Regions from separate parts of the Sus scrofa genome. Here regions 1 and 3 are each linked to region 2. Evidence: chromatin contacts called from public HiChIP or PLAC-seq and promoter capture Hi-C data. All regions are on one chromosome and are shown on one strand. Each heading gives the region's core, a stretch centred on a gene start, on an enhancer-like site or on the middle of the called end of the contact. The rest is flanking DNA. Distances are from core to core; before and after follow the strand shown. Region 1 overlaps TMED10 (transmembrane emp24 domain-containing protein 10). Region 2 holds the start of FOS (Fos proto-oncogene, AP-1 transcription factor subunit). Region 3 holds the start of NEK9 (serine/threonine-protein kinase Nek9).

Region 1 (3,587 bases), core at 185-2,684, 110 kb before region 2:
CAAAGAGGCTCTTGCTTTAACTCTTTTAACTAAACTATCCTGAAGCCAGAAACAAGCAAGAGTCTCCACTAGGAACTGTCTTCCACTCACAGCTCCATCAATTGCTCCTGTTTCCTGCCTACAAATAACTCAGTCTAGTTTTGTTCAACTGAACCCATGAACTAGGAAAAAGAGGCAAGACCTGGAGAGCTGCAATTATTGCAGTACTACTTCCTGTTGAAGAAGCAGCCAGTGGCTTCCAGTCTTCTTCCATTTTAGGATATTTCCCTTCTAAGTTCTGACCAAAGATAGAACAATTTCTCCCGCTCCATCATTTCTAGAGAATTTGCTTAAATCACTTAAAGCAACTTTCCTTTGTTTATTCAGTTTACCTTCTTCAAAAGCCATTTGTATTTCCTACACCCCATCTTTTCTTCATGCCTTCGGGTACTGTTGTAGAAAGACTCTGATCTGGGTAAAAACATGCTAATCTTTCTATAAAGATCAATCCTCCAATCTTAAATAGTTCTTGTGGTTTTTCAAAGGTGCTCTTCATTTGAAGAGCCTTTTTTGTGCTGCCTCCAGAGTCTCTCATGAAAGGGATAGGAAGGGCTCAGTCCCCCTTCCCCTTATTCTATGCACACTTCCACCTTCCTACCACCCAAATAAAGGTCTGTTTTTGTTCTCTACGATACTTCTGGTTAGCAAAAATCCTAATCTCGGAGTTCCTGCTGTGGCGCAGTGGAAGCAAATCTGACTAGGAACCATGAGGTGGGTTCGATCCCTGGCCTCACTTGGTGGGCTAGGGATCTAGCGTTGCCATGAGCTGTGGTGTAGGTCACAGATGTGGCTCAGATCTGGCGTTGCTGTGGCTGTGGGGTAGGCTGGCAGCTGTATCTCAGATTCAATCCTTAGCATGGGAACGTCCATTCGCCGAGGGTAAAAAAGCAAAACAAAAACAAAGCAAAACAAAACACACCTAATCTCTTGCAGTTTTTCTTCCATCTTGCTCTCTTTCTGAAAAATTTGAAATTGAAATTATTTTAACTAAAAGCTACTTTTGACTACTACATTTCTCAAAGACAGCACAGTTGTTCAAGTCTAAATAGCAATGAATCCATGCCCTAGTTTTATACATAGCTGTCACTCTGGGAATAAAAGCCATAGGGATTAAAACCAAATCACTTCTCTTAACCTTGAACATTAACATATAAATGAATTCCGGCTTTAAAAAATTACAACTATATATCTGGTTTCTGTCTCAAGAGCACTAATAGCATATACTTAAGTGTTTCATCATACCAACATTTCTATGGGACAGTTGGTCCAGTCACTTGGCTGACAGCACAGCCAGAATTATTGTTCAAGGCTGTTAACATAACTTTTTATATCAAGCTGGTTGTCACATGACTGCTGAGAAAACCACAGCCTTCTGGGCAAAGCACAGCCTGCTGGCCTGACTAGGTCACAGAAACCTCACAGACCAGCATGCTGCTGCCTCTACTGGCTGTTACAGCAGGACATACCTCTTCGTAATTTTTTGCCTCCACTCCATGCTTCATGTCTAGGATCACGAGTTGGTCAGGTATCCGCCCTGTTCCTGAGAAAGAAATCAAAGGATTCATTGTGCGGAATATTTAAAATTCCGGGAAATCACCCACCCACCCTCTCTCTCCCTCCCTAACCCCTACCCTCTCAATAGAGGGAAATAGCCTCAACTCCTCCCCCTACTCAGCTGCAGAAAATTCCTGGCTCTGGCTAAAAATCACAAGCATTCCAGACAAAGCCTCTATCTGTGAGGGGGGCCAGAAAGCAACGAGAACACGCTGCTGGCAAACATCTCTGAGGGAGCAGCACACAAGATATGTAGTTGGCACCACAGAGGAATAGAACCAGAGAAGAGAAAACACACTGGCTTATTGGATTAGGAAATAAAACTCCAAAGTCAAAACATCATACAACTGACTGGCATACAAACCCGGAGGTAGTGGGCACCAGCTTAGGCCGAAAAGTACATTTCCACATCTAAAAAGGCTGACCCATGAAATTCTGAGAGAAGGATTACTGCATACACGCTAAGCCTGAATTTACTTAATACAAATACAAGTACTGAAAAGACCACAGCATTTATCTAATATTTTATAGGACTAAAGTATTTTGGTCAATGTAAGGCCATTTCAATAAGTAAACAAAATGTTATAGAACTAGTCCCACAAAACCCTTACAAGAGAAGAGCCCAAGAAGAAACTTGACAAAAAGAGTACAGTTCTTGGAGATACTTCTTAAAAGAGGAATGTTAATTTGGGATAGTAGGATCAACAGAGCAATGTTCATATTAGAAAAGGCAATCTGCCTTTTTTGGGGGGGTGGATCTTTTTAGGGGCACACCCATGGCATATGGAAGTTCCCAGGCTGGGGCTGAATCAGGGCTGCTGCTGGCCTATGCCACAGTCACAGCAACGCCAAATACGAGATGGGTCTGCATCCTACACCACAGCTCACACTAACACCAGATACTTAACCCATTGAGCAAGGCCAGGGATTGAACCTGCATCCTCATGGATACTAGTTGGGTGCGTTACCACTGAGCCACCACAGGAACTCTAGGAAAAAGTAATCTGATTCAGCTTGATCAGAAAGAATTCTAATCTTAAATCATCAAGTGGGAGTAAAGGGACTGGAGTGGTTCAAAAGAGCCCCAGAAAATTGCTCAGTCCCAATTCCCTGGAATTTACCCGATTACTTATAAATTTCAAAACTGCCTGCATGAAATTAGGAGTTTTGGAAACGGTGCCACTTAAGCACTTGGGTTCCTAAGACCATAAGCCAGAGAATGCACTGAACACTGAGAGACACTGGAGATTTTCTGAGATGGACTGAAGCCAAATCAATAACTACTCATTTAGAGCTCACTAGGAACTAGAACTGTGCTAGATATTTCAATCTCTGCCTTCAAATAATACAATGGGCATCTAATACATAAATATGCATAACAGCTACAGTGAAAATGCAAAGCAGTATAAAACTTTAAGGGTAAAAAAAAAAAAAAAGGTTCAGATAATCCCAGCTATGAAGCAAAAGTTAGAGGAGGTGAGAGATTAGTTGTGGACAGACTTTACTCAAGAGGTAGCACCTGAAGGCAGACAAGGTATGGTAGGCAGAAGGAAACACATGAGCAAAGACTTACTGAAAGGAGTGTGTGGCATGTTTAAAAGACAGTAAAGAAATCCTTCTTGGAGTTCCTGTCATGGCTCATCGGTTAGCAAACCTGACTAGCATCCATGAGGACACAGGTTCGATCCCTGGCCTCTCTCAGTGGGTTAAGGATCCAGCATTGCTGTGAGCTGTGGTGTAGGTTGCAGACACAGTTCGGATCTGGCGTGGCTGTGGCTGTGGTATGGGCTGGCGGCTACAGCTCCAATTAGACTCCTAGCCTGGGAACTTCCATATGCCATGGGTGTGGACCTAAAAAGACAAAAAAAGACCAAAAAAAAAAAAAAAAAAAAGAAAGAAATTCTTCTGGATAGACTAGAAAGATAAATTTGAGAGCAATAAAATAAGAAAGAACAGTAGGATCAAGAAATTAAGACAAGTCACAGATAGCTTCT
Region 2 (4,108 bases), core at 860-3,359:
TAAGTGAGGGGGAAAAAAGCGCCTAAATTCCCACCAACATAAACTAGTGACATACAATGATGAAATTCTGTTTTCACCTCTGCTTGTGACAGGGAATGCAAAAATAGCAAGTGGCCCAGTTCCACGAATCTCCGCCTCCCTGCCCTCCCCGCTCCCGCTGGGTTCGCATCTCTAAGAATGGAGGTTAGCGCCCAGCGGCGCGCGAGCCGCACTCAGCCCCCGGACCCGGCGGATGATGTCAGGCGGCAGGAGTGGCCACAGCGGGGCCGGGGAGGCCGGGGCCCCAGGGGTGCGAGGAGGGCGGGCGGGCGGCCTCGCCAGGCCGACGGCGCGCCCGGCCGCGCGGCGTCGCCTGGAGACAGCCCTGGCGGCGCAGTGTTGCTGTAAACAGCCGCTTCCCTGTTACTATCTATAGCAGGATCGCCTGGCTCCGGGGTGCGGCGGCGGGGGCAGGTCGGCGGTCCTGCTCACCGCGCGTCCCGAAGGATCCGCCCTCTGCCCTAATCCCGCCTCACCCCTCTCCAGGTGCACACCGTGACCTCCGGGTCTGAAAGGTGGGGGAAGGGACACAGGGACCCGTGGCTCTGCGGGGAACTGCGGCTTCGCGTCCCGGAGGTGGCCGGCGCTCTGGGACCGAGCCGGGGCAGGATGACCCCAGGTGTCCTTTGCAGAGGAGCAAGAGGATGGGGCGTTTGGGGGCGCAGAGCACTCCAGAATACCTTGCCTCCCCAAAGCCCCGTTTTCCAGGCCACGGAGTGGTGCCTGAGGTCCCAGCCGCCGCGGTCTCCGGCCTTGGCGCTGCTGGGCACGGTCCTTCCAGCGCCCCCGTCCTCCCCCCTCCAAGTCGGTGCTGGAAAATCACCCGCTGCTGGCTCCCAATAACCAGCTTCCGGGGCATCGAACCACCCCCACCTCTCCAGCTCGGACTTGCGCTCCCCCAATACCTCACTCCATCCAGTACCCCAACTGACGACCTTGTCCACATGACAGCCCCTCCGGAGCCCGAGCTCAGAACCTGGCAAACAACCCTACAGACATTTTTGCATGGAGGTTCTGCACAATGTTTATTGGCTGGTGTCTCTGGGGTTTGACAGTAACTCTAACATCCCGTATTTGGCCGAGGAAAAAAATGCTCCTTTTCCCTTAAAAAAAAATTAATATTAAAATACCCAGCATCGTAGATAAAGTAGGTTATCGTATTCTCTTATTTTGTATCCCTCTACTTTCCGCTTCCAAACGCAGTAACAGTCCTAGTAGTGCTGAGCGCTGGGGCTTGAGGCGAGGGGGTGGGGGTCTGCTTCCACAGTTTGCACCGAATTAGTGATAGAATGAGGAATGGGGGTGGAGGCGCATTCCTTCGGGGGCCAAGGCTTAAGCCCAAGGGGCTGTGTACCTATCTCGCCTATACCTGAACCTCAGAACTCTTCCCGGGTTTCTGTACACAAGTAAAAAGGCGCCTACGCCCCATCCCCCAACCCCGGGAACAAGGGTCCGCATTGAACCAGGTGCGAATGTTCGCTCGCCTTCTCTGCCTTTCCCGCCTCCCCTCCCCCCGGCCACGGCCCCCGCCTCCCCCCCGCGCTGCACCCTTGGTGTTGGCTGCAGCCCGCGAGCAGTTCCCGTCAATCCCTCCCTCCCGTTTACACAGGATGTCCATATTAGGACATCTGCGTCAGCAGGTTTCCACGGCCGTTCCCTGAAGTTGTGGGGGGAGCCATCCCCGAAGTCCCTCATTTTAGGGGGTCTACGCGACCCCAAGACCGAGACTGAGAAAAGCTCAGAAGATAAAGAAACACAATAAGACGAAAGGCAGGGGGCTGAGACGGCGGAAGAGGCAGCAAAGAGGCTGCAGAGGTGGCAAGATCCGAGCGCCACCCCTCGAGAGCTGCAATGGTAGCGCTCCGTGACGTATTGGGCTCATTCATAAAATGCTGTTATAAAAGCAGTGGCCTAGTACTCCAACCGCATCTGCAGCGAGCAGCTAAGCTGAGACAGAACCGGCAGCGGCGCAGCGAGCGAGCAGCGACCGCGCTCTTACCCAGCTCAGCCCCGCAGCTCCTACCTGTCTCCGCCCCTCAGCCCCTCGCCCGGCTTTGACTACCTGCGATCATGATGTTCTCCGGCTTCAACGCCGACTACGAGGCGTCATCATCCCGCTGCAGCAGCGCCTCCCCTGCCGGGGACAGTCTCTCCTACTACCACTCACCGGCCGACTCCTTCTCCAGCATGGGCTCTCCCGTCAATGCGCAGGTAAGGCTGGCTTCGTGCCACCGCGGGGCTCGGGGCTCGGGGTTACCGGGGAGGAGACACTGGGACGGGACGCTCAGGAAGACAAGCCGGGGACCCCATTGGCCAGAGAGGGAGGCTTGCCCCGGCCGGATCAGCCCTATCTCGGGAGCCCCGGACTTGTTCGGAGCGCACACATGCTTGTCAAAATAAGAATCTTTTCTCCTCTCCCGCTGTGGGCTCATTCTGAGCTGACCCTGGCCCACGCGCTCTGACTGGTCTCTGACATTAGCTGGGGGCAAAAGTGTCCCAAGCAAAGACTGGCTAACTAGAGCCGGGCACCTCCGGGGGAGGAGGCAAAAAGCGGCGATCCTCCCTCCCCTCGCAGCCTGGAGCAGGGAGGAGGGTGAGAGGAGGAGGGTGAAGCCGGCGGGTGTGTAAGGCAGTTTCATTGATAAAAAGCGAGTTCATTCAGGAGACTCCGGAGCGGCGTCTGCGTCAGCGCAGACGTCAGGGATATTTATAACAACCCCCCTTTCAAGCGAGTGATGCTGAAGGGATAACGGGAACGCAGCAGCAGGATGGAGGAGAAAGGCACTGCGCTGCGGAATTCTTGGGAAGGGAGAGACCTTTCATCCAGGATGAAGGACATATAAAAATACATAAGCAGTCCATTTTTCACTCTCTCCCTGCTGCATGCGGCACTGGGCACTCCGCTCACCCCACCTGCGTCCAGAGCCTGGTCGCTCACGTCAGCTTTCCCCTTCTATATTTCATTCTAGGACTTCTGCACCGATCTGGCCGTCTCCAGTGCCAACTTCATCCCAACGGTGACTGCTATCTCGACCAGCCCAGACCTGCAGTGGCTAGTGCAACCCACCCTGGTCTCCTCGGTTGCCCCATCCCAGACCAGAGCCCCTCACCCCTACGGAGTCCCCACTCCCTCGGCTGGGGCTTACTCCAGGGCTGGAGTCGTGAAGACCATGCCAGGAGGCAGAGCTCAGAGCATTGGCAGAAGGGGCAAGGTGGAACAGGTGAGGGTTCTCAACACCTTCTCTCTGGTGGTGGCTGGGGTTGGGGGGGTAAGGTCAGTCTTGATGGAGATGGGGAGCATAGTGGACAGGGTGAAGCCATGGGTGGAACTGATTACATATCCTGGACTGGGAACCCCGGCTCCAAGCCCTATCCATCCCAAGTCAGACTCTAATAGTCCACCCTAAGTAATATCCAATGTGCAGTTTCTTCCCTAATAGTTTCTTATCTCACCCTTGTAGCTTCTCTTTGTTCTCCTGCTGAGGTTCTTATTTTAAATGCAAGTCACACCCAGCTTGCAACTGCAGGTTAGAAATGGCTTCACAGAAGAGGTGCCAGGAGGCGGGAAGCTGCAGGCGCCAGTTTTCCTAGGGTGGGTGAACGGAGCTGATAGCAGGCACTGTTACTGAATGTTGCCCTCTCTCTCTCTCCCCACCTCCAGTTGTCCCCAGAAGAAGAAGAGAAAAGGAGAATCCGAAGGGAAAGGAATAAGATGGCTGCAGCCAAATGCCGGAACCGGAGGAGGGAGCTGACTGACACACTCCAAGCGGTAGGTAGAATCCATGGATCACTTCTTTCGAAAACTTAAGGGCAAAGTTAGAGACTGGGTAGAAGGGAACAGAGTCTTTGAGTAAGACCGTGTCTTATGCTTTGCTGTATCCTCTGTATCCAGGAGACAGACCAGCTAGAAGACGAGAAGTCTGCTTTGCAGACTGAGATCGCCAACCTGCTGAAGGAGAAGGAAAAACTCGAGTTCATCCTGGCAGCTCACCGACCTGCCTGCAAGATCCCTGATGACCTGGGCTTCCCTGAAGAGATGTCTGTGGCTTCCCTTGATCTGAGTGGGGGC
Region 3 (3,989 bases), core at 1,168-3,667, 130 kb before region 2:
ATGCCACAGGTTCAGCCCTAAAAAGACAAAAAAAAAAAAAAAAAGAAAGAAAGAAAAGAAAAAAAAGAATAAATCATGTTTAAGGATTTTTAGTGCACTTCCCTCACTCTGATTTTGCAACTGTTTCTCTGTCACTTTTCTCATTCTATGTCTTCCTCTACTCAGGAAAACTTACCTGCAGCTGCTAATGTCTGCTCTCTTTCATACTGTCTTTTACTGATACTGCTCCCCAGCCCAGGAGCATCCTACCTAAATAACCATGCATATCCTTTAGACTGGCTCTACTGGGCCTTTAGAACTTCTGAGGAGGGAGTTCCCATCATGGCAGAAACGAACCCGACTCGTACCAATGAAGATGTGGGTTTGATCGCTGGCCTTACTCAGTGGGTTTGGGACATGGAACTGCCATGAGCTGCGAGGTAGGTCACAGATGCAGCTCAGATCCTGAGTTGCTGTGGCTGTGGTGTACGCCTGCAGCTGTAGCTCTGATTTGACCCCTAGCCTTGGAACTTCCATATGCGGCTAGTGCAGCCCTTAAAAAGAAAAATAACAACAACAACAAACCAAAAAAACCTTTTGAGGAAGATGGATAAACCTTCTACTGTGCATTTATTCAATGCAACCATTCCCTTAATTTTTAGTGCTCATACACTGAAATATTTGTCCATTCTTTTTTATTTATGTACATGTATAACTTATATGTTATTTGCTAAAGAACAAATCTAACTGGTCTTCCCACTGAAATATAAGCTTCTTGAGGGAAAGGGCTGCTTCAAGTTAATCCTTTATACTCAGAGATGTAATAAATATTTGGTGTTACAGATAATACTATATAGTTTTGGGGAAGTGTAATATAATTTAAAATAATTTCAGAATCAAGTTCAACATGATAATAATGGAAAGGCATGGACAAGAAGATGTGAAACTCTGTCCCAGCCCAGGATTTGCTTCTAATTAAAAGTGGCAAGTTACACAAATATACTGTCTTAGTTGCTTTAACTATAAAATAGGAATATTAATGCTCATCTCTTCTTTCTCATAGTGCATTTGGAAAACCGAATTTTAACAGTAACTCTATATATTAATTTTGCAACCACTTCTCTCCTCCTCCATCTTTTAGCCTTAAAAGTATGCTAGCTTGGAACACAAAACAGCACTGCAGATAATCATCTTCAGCAACCCCATAAGGTTCTGATTGATGCTTAACTATTCCAAGACTACAGTTTTAAGCCTTTAGTGATCAAATCGAGTTTATGGTTAGCTTTTGGAAGGAGAGTCACCACTACAGGGTTTTAATCAGTACACATTCTGAATCTGAGGATCAATAATCCACGAATCTCTTCAATGGATGTGTATATGTGTAATAATGGATTGGTGGGAGGCAATGTTTACATTAGATTCTCAAAGAAGTCCTTATCCCTGGCAAAGTTAAGAACTAATGGCTTAGAATACACCAAAAAAAAAAAAAAAAAAAAAAAAAAATCCCATGCATAAACGCTGCTGGATGAGGAAGAAACCGACACAAGACAATCTTCCCAGCGACATTCGAGAAAAATCTCGAACTCAATGTTCACATCTAAACTCAAAGCTATGGCAAAGATAGCGGGGTTGACATGGATGTGGGAAATTTGAAGCTATCCCCTCCTCTCCACCCCGACCTTGGAGAGCTGTACAGAATGAGAGGGGAAGGAAGTTTTGACGAGATCTAACACTCGTATACCATTTTAATATACAATTTGGAAAGAATCCCCGTTCGATTCTCAAAACAACCTTAAAAAAATAAACATTACTTTTAAGGCAGATAGTTACCACTAACTCCAACTTACAGATGGGGAAACTAAGGCTTAGAGAAGGTTCAATGACTTGCGTTTAAGAAAAAAAAAAAATGACCAGTTAGTAAAACCAGCGATCCAACCAACTCTGAGGGCAAGTGAGGTGGCCGAGTGGTGAGGACCCCGAGACACATAACTGCGGGCGCCCTGACACTAAGTAAGGACGAGGCGCGGGGAGAGCCGGGCCGCGCAGGCGGGACGGGGGCGGCTACCTCGGTGCGGCGGTACAGCGTGGCTTCCCCGAAGGCGCCGCGTCCCAGGACGCGGATGGGGATGTAGTGCAGCTCCTCCTGCTCCGCCGCGCCGCCGCCGGCTCGCGGCCCCGGACCCGCGTTGGGCCCCGGGCCCGCGTCCCCGCCACCCCCCGACTCGCTCCCAAAGTCCGAGTTGAGGGAATCGCAGTGTCGCTCGTACTCGCCCAGCACCGACATGGCGGCGGCGGCGGCGGCGGCGGGACCGGCCTGCGTGTCCCCGGCGGTGCTGGCGGCGCTGCGCCGCTCCCGCTTCAGACACCGACCCGCGGCTTCGCCAGCCCCGCCACCCCGCGAGGCTCCATGGTGGCTCCTTCCCCCCTGACCCGGAAGCAGCTGCGGGTGCTTCCGGCCCGGCGGGGGTTTCCTCCGCCTTCGCCCGCCAGCTCGCTTAGCCTCGGGGCCAAGACTTCTCTCCTTCCCGGTTGTGAGGAAAACGAGGCCTCGGGCGGAGTTGGTAGCACTTCGTGGGGGCTGCATGGAGCCAAAGGGCTCTGGCAGGGGCAGGGACATCACCGACCGGTCTAAAGACCCCTCGGCTGAGCCCTGGCCAGGTCCCCAGACAGTTTTGAGGTGCAAAGGTTGTTCAGTCTCATCTTGGCCACAGACCTATTTCAACGGCAGTGGCTGGGGAAGCAGTCTCTTTCAACGTCAGATAGCGCCCTTTGTTTAGAAAGAGGTTATAGTAAAGACACACGAAGAGTAAAGATAAGCAGAAATACTTGCCCCCCCACCCCCACCCCACCCTGTCATCTCAGTCAGTGCACCGGTTACTTCTTCCAGAACTACCCTGGGTCCTTCCCTTTTCCACACAATTCTAGGTGTTTTAAGTCAACTATCATGACAATCTCCCCCTCTTTTTCAGATTTCACATTCTTCCATGTCTTTAAAAATCTTTGCCCATCTAGTCCCGCGATTCTTCGAACACCAGGTGCAAGATACTGCATTTGGAGGTGGGGATCTGCAAAGAGATGCTTCCTGCTCTCAAGTCACTAAGAAAATTGTGATAGAGTGGAAACATGTTCCATCCGTTTTGTGACCGTGGGCAAGTTACATCTCCAAGGTTGTCTTTCAGTCGTAAAGTTGTGGGACTATGAGGTTGTCTTTCAATTGTAAGGTTGTGGCAATATGACCTACAGAGGTAACAGCTAACATTTATTATGTTCCTGGCACTATGCTAAAGGTTTTTGTTGTTGTTGTTGTTGTTTTTGTTTTTGCCATTTCTTGGGCTGCTCCCGTGGCATATGGAGGTTCCCAGGCTTGGGGTTCAATCTGAGCTGCAGCCGCTGGCCTACGTCAGAGCCACAGCAACGCGGGATCCGAACCGAGTCTGTAACCTACACCACAGCTCACGGCAAAGCCGGATCCTTGACCCACTGAGCAAGGCCAGGGATCGAACCCAAAACCTCATGGTTCCTAGTCTGATTCGTTAACCACTGAGCCACGACGGGAACTCTGCTAAAGGTTTTCTTTTCATGTATCATCCCATTTAATCCTCGTAGCATACAGAAGGAACTGAGAGGGGTTAAGTAACCTGCTGTGTTACACAGCTAGTGAGGGAGCCAAAGCCAGCAACATGGCAGTGGAAAATTGGAGATTTTTAAGCAGGGGAGTGTATTATTTTTGTGACTATATGTCCCGGTTTGCTGGGGCAAGTCACAATTTGTACCTTTTCCTCTAGCATAATAGTCTCCTTTTGCTCACGTGCCCAGCTCAGACAATAAACAATATGGTTACTTTATATAATACCAAAGCTATATTTTACCAAGAACTCTGATGGCAAAATGAAAGACAAAGACTGGAGGCCAGAAGACAGGCACTGAGGTACTATCAGTGTGAATGGAGATGGGGCCCAATTTAAGAAATCCGAACTGAGGGAGTTCCTGCTGTGGCAAGCAATTAAAGG

The links. Promoter capture Hi-C pulls out the DNA fragments that hold promoters and counts their contacts. HiChIP or PLAC-seq counts read pairs in DNA pulled down with a chosen protein or histone mark.
Region 1: an H3K27ac HiChIP or PLAC-seq map of alveolar macrophages shows a contact between it and region 2. The contact joins the enhancer-like site here to the promoter of FOS in region 2. A contact is called at or near these places in 4 of 5 promoter capture datasets (fetal skeletal muscle, liver and skeletal muscle), 15 of 47 Hi-C or Micro-C datasets (embryonic fibroblasts, epiblast stem cells, fetal liver and 8 more) and 2 of 2 datasets of contacts at active chromatin or transcription factors (alveolar macrophages and skeletal muscle).
Region 3: a contact with region 2 is called in a promoter capture Hi-C map of fetal skeletal muscle, with 6 times the contacts expected there. The contact joins the promoter of NEK9 here to the promoter of FOS in region 2. A contact is called at or near these places in 4 of 5 promoter capture datasets (fetal skeletal muscle, liver and skeletal muscle), 12 of 47 Hi-C or Micro-C datasets (embryonic fibroblasts, epiblast stem cells, fetal liver and 7 more) and 2 of 2 datasets of contacts at active chromatin or transcription factors (alveolar macrophages and skeletal muscle).

What each region holds. Positions count from the first base shown.
Region 1 is chr7:98,340,262-98,343,848 of Sscrofa11.1, forward strand. TMED10 (transmembrane emp24 domain-containing protein 10) reads right to left here. Exons shown (of 5, transcript XM_001926711.5): 3 at 1,506-1,579. Among named protein-coding and RNA genes, the nearest start is that of NEK9, 20 kb to the left of the region's middle. Within about 2 kb of position 1,435, at least 46 of the 83 cell types and tissues checked have an H3K27ac peak or open chromatin away from gene starts, as enhancers often do. A contact at or near this core is called in alveolar macrophages, embryonic fibroblasts, fetal liver and 7 more, where this site is marked.
Region 2 is chr7:98,447,399-98,451,506 of Sscrofa11.1, forward strand. It overlaps FOS (Fos proto-oncogene, AP-1 transcription factor subunit), which reads left to right and starts at 2,110. Exons shown (of 4, transcript NM_001123113.1): 1 at 2,110-2,250; 2 at 3,009-3,260; 3 at 3,701-3,808; 4 at 3,932-4,108. The coding sequence starts at 2,110.
Region 3 is chr7:98,319,655-98,323,643 of Sscrofa11.1, forward strand. NEK9 (serine/threonine-protein kinase Nek9) reads right to left here and starts at 2,418. Exons shown (of 22, transcript XM_003356752.4): 1 at 2,045-2,418. The coding sequence starts at 2,263.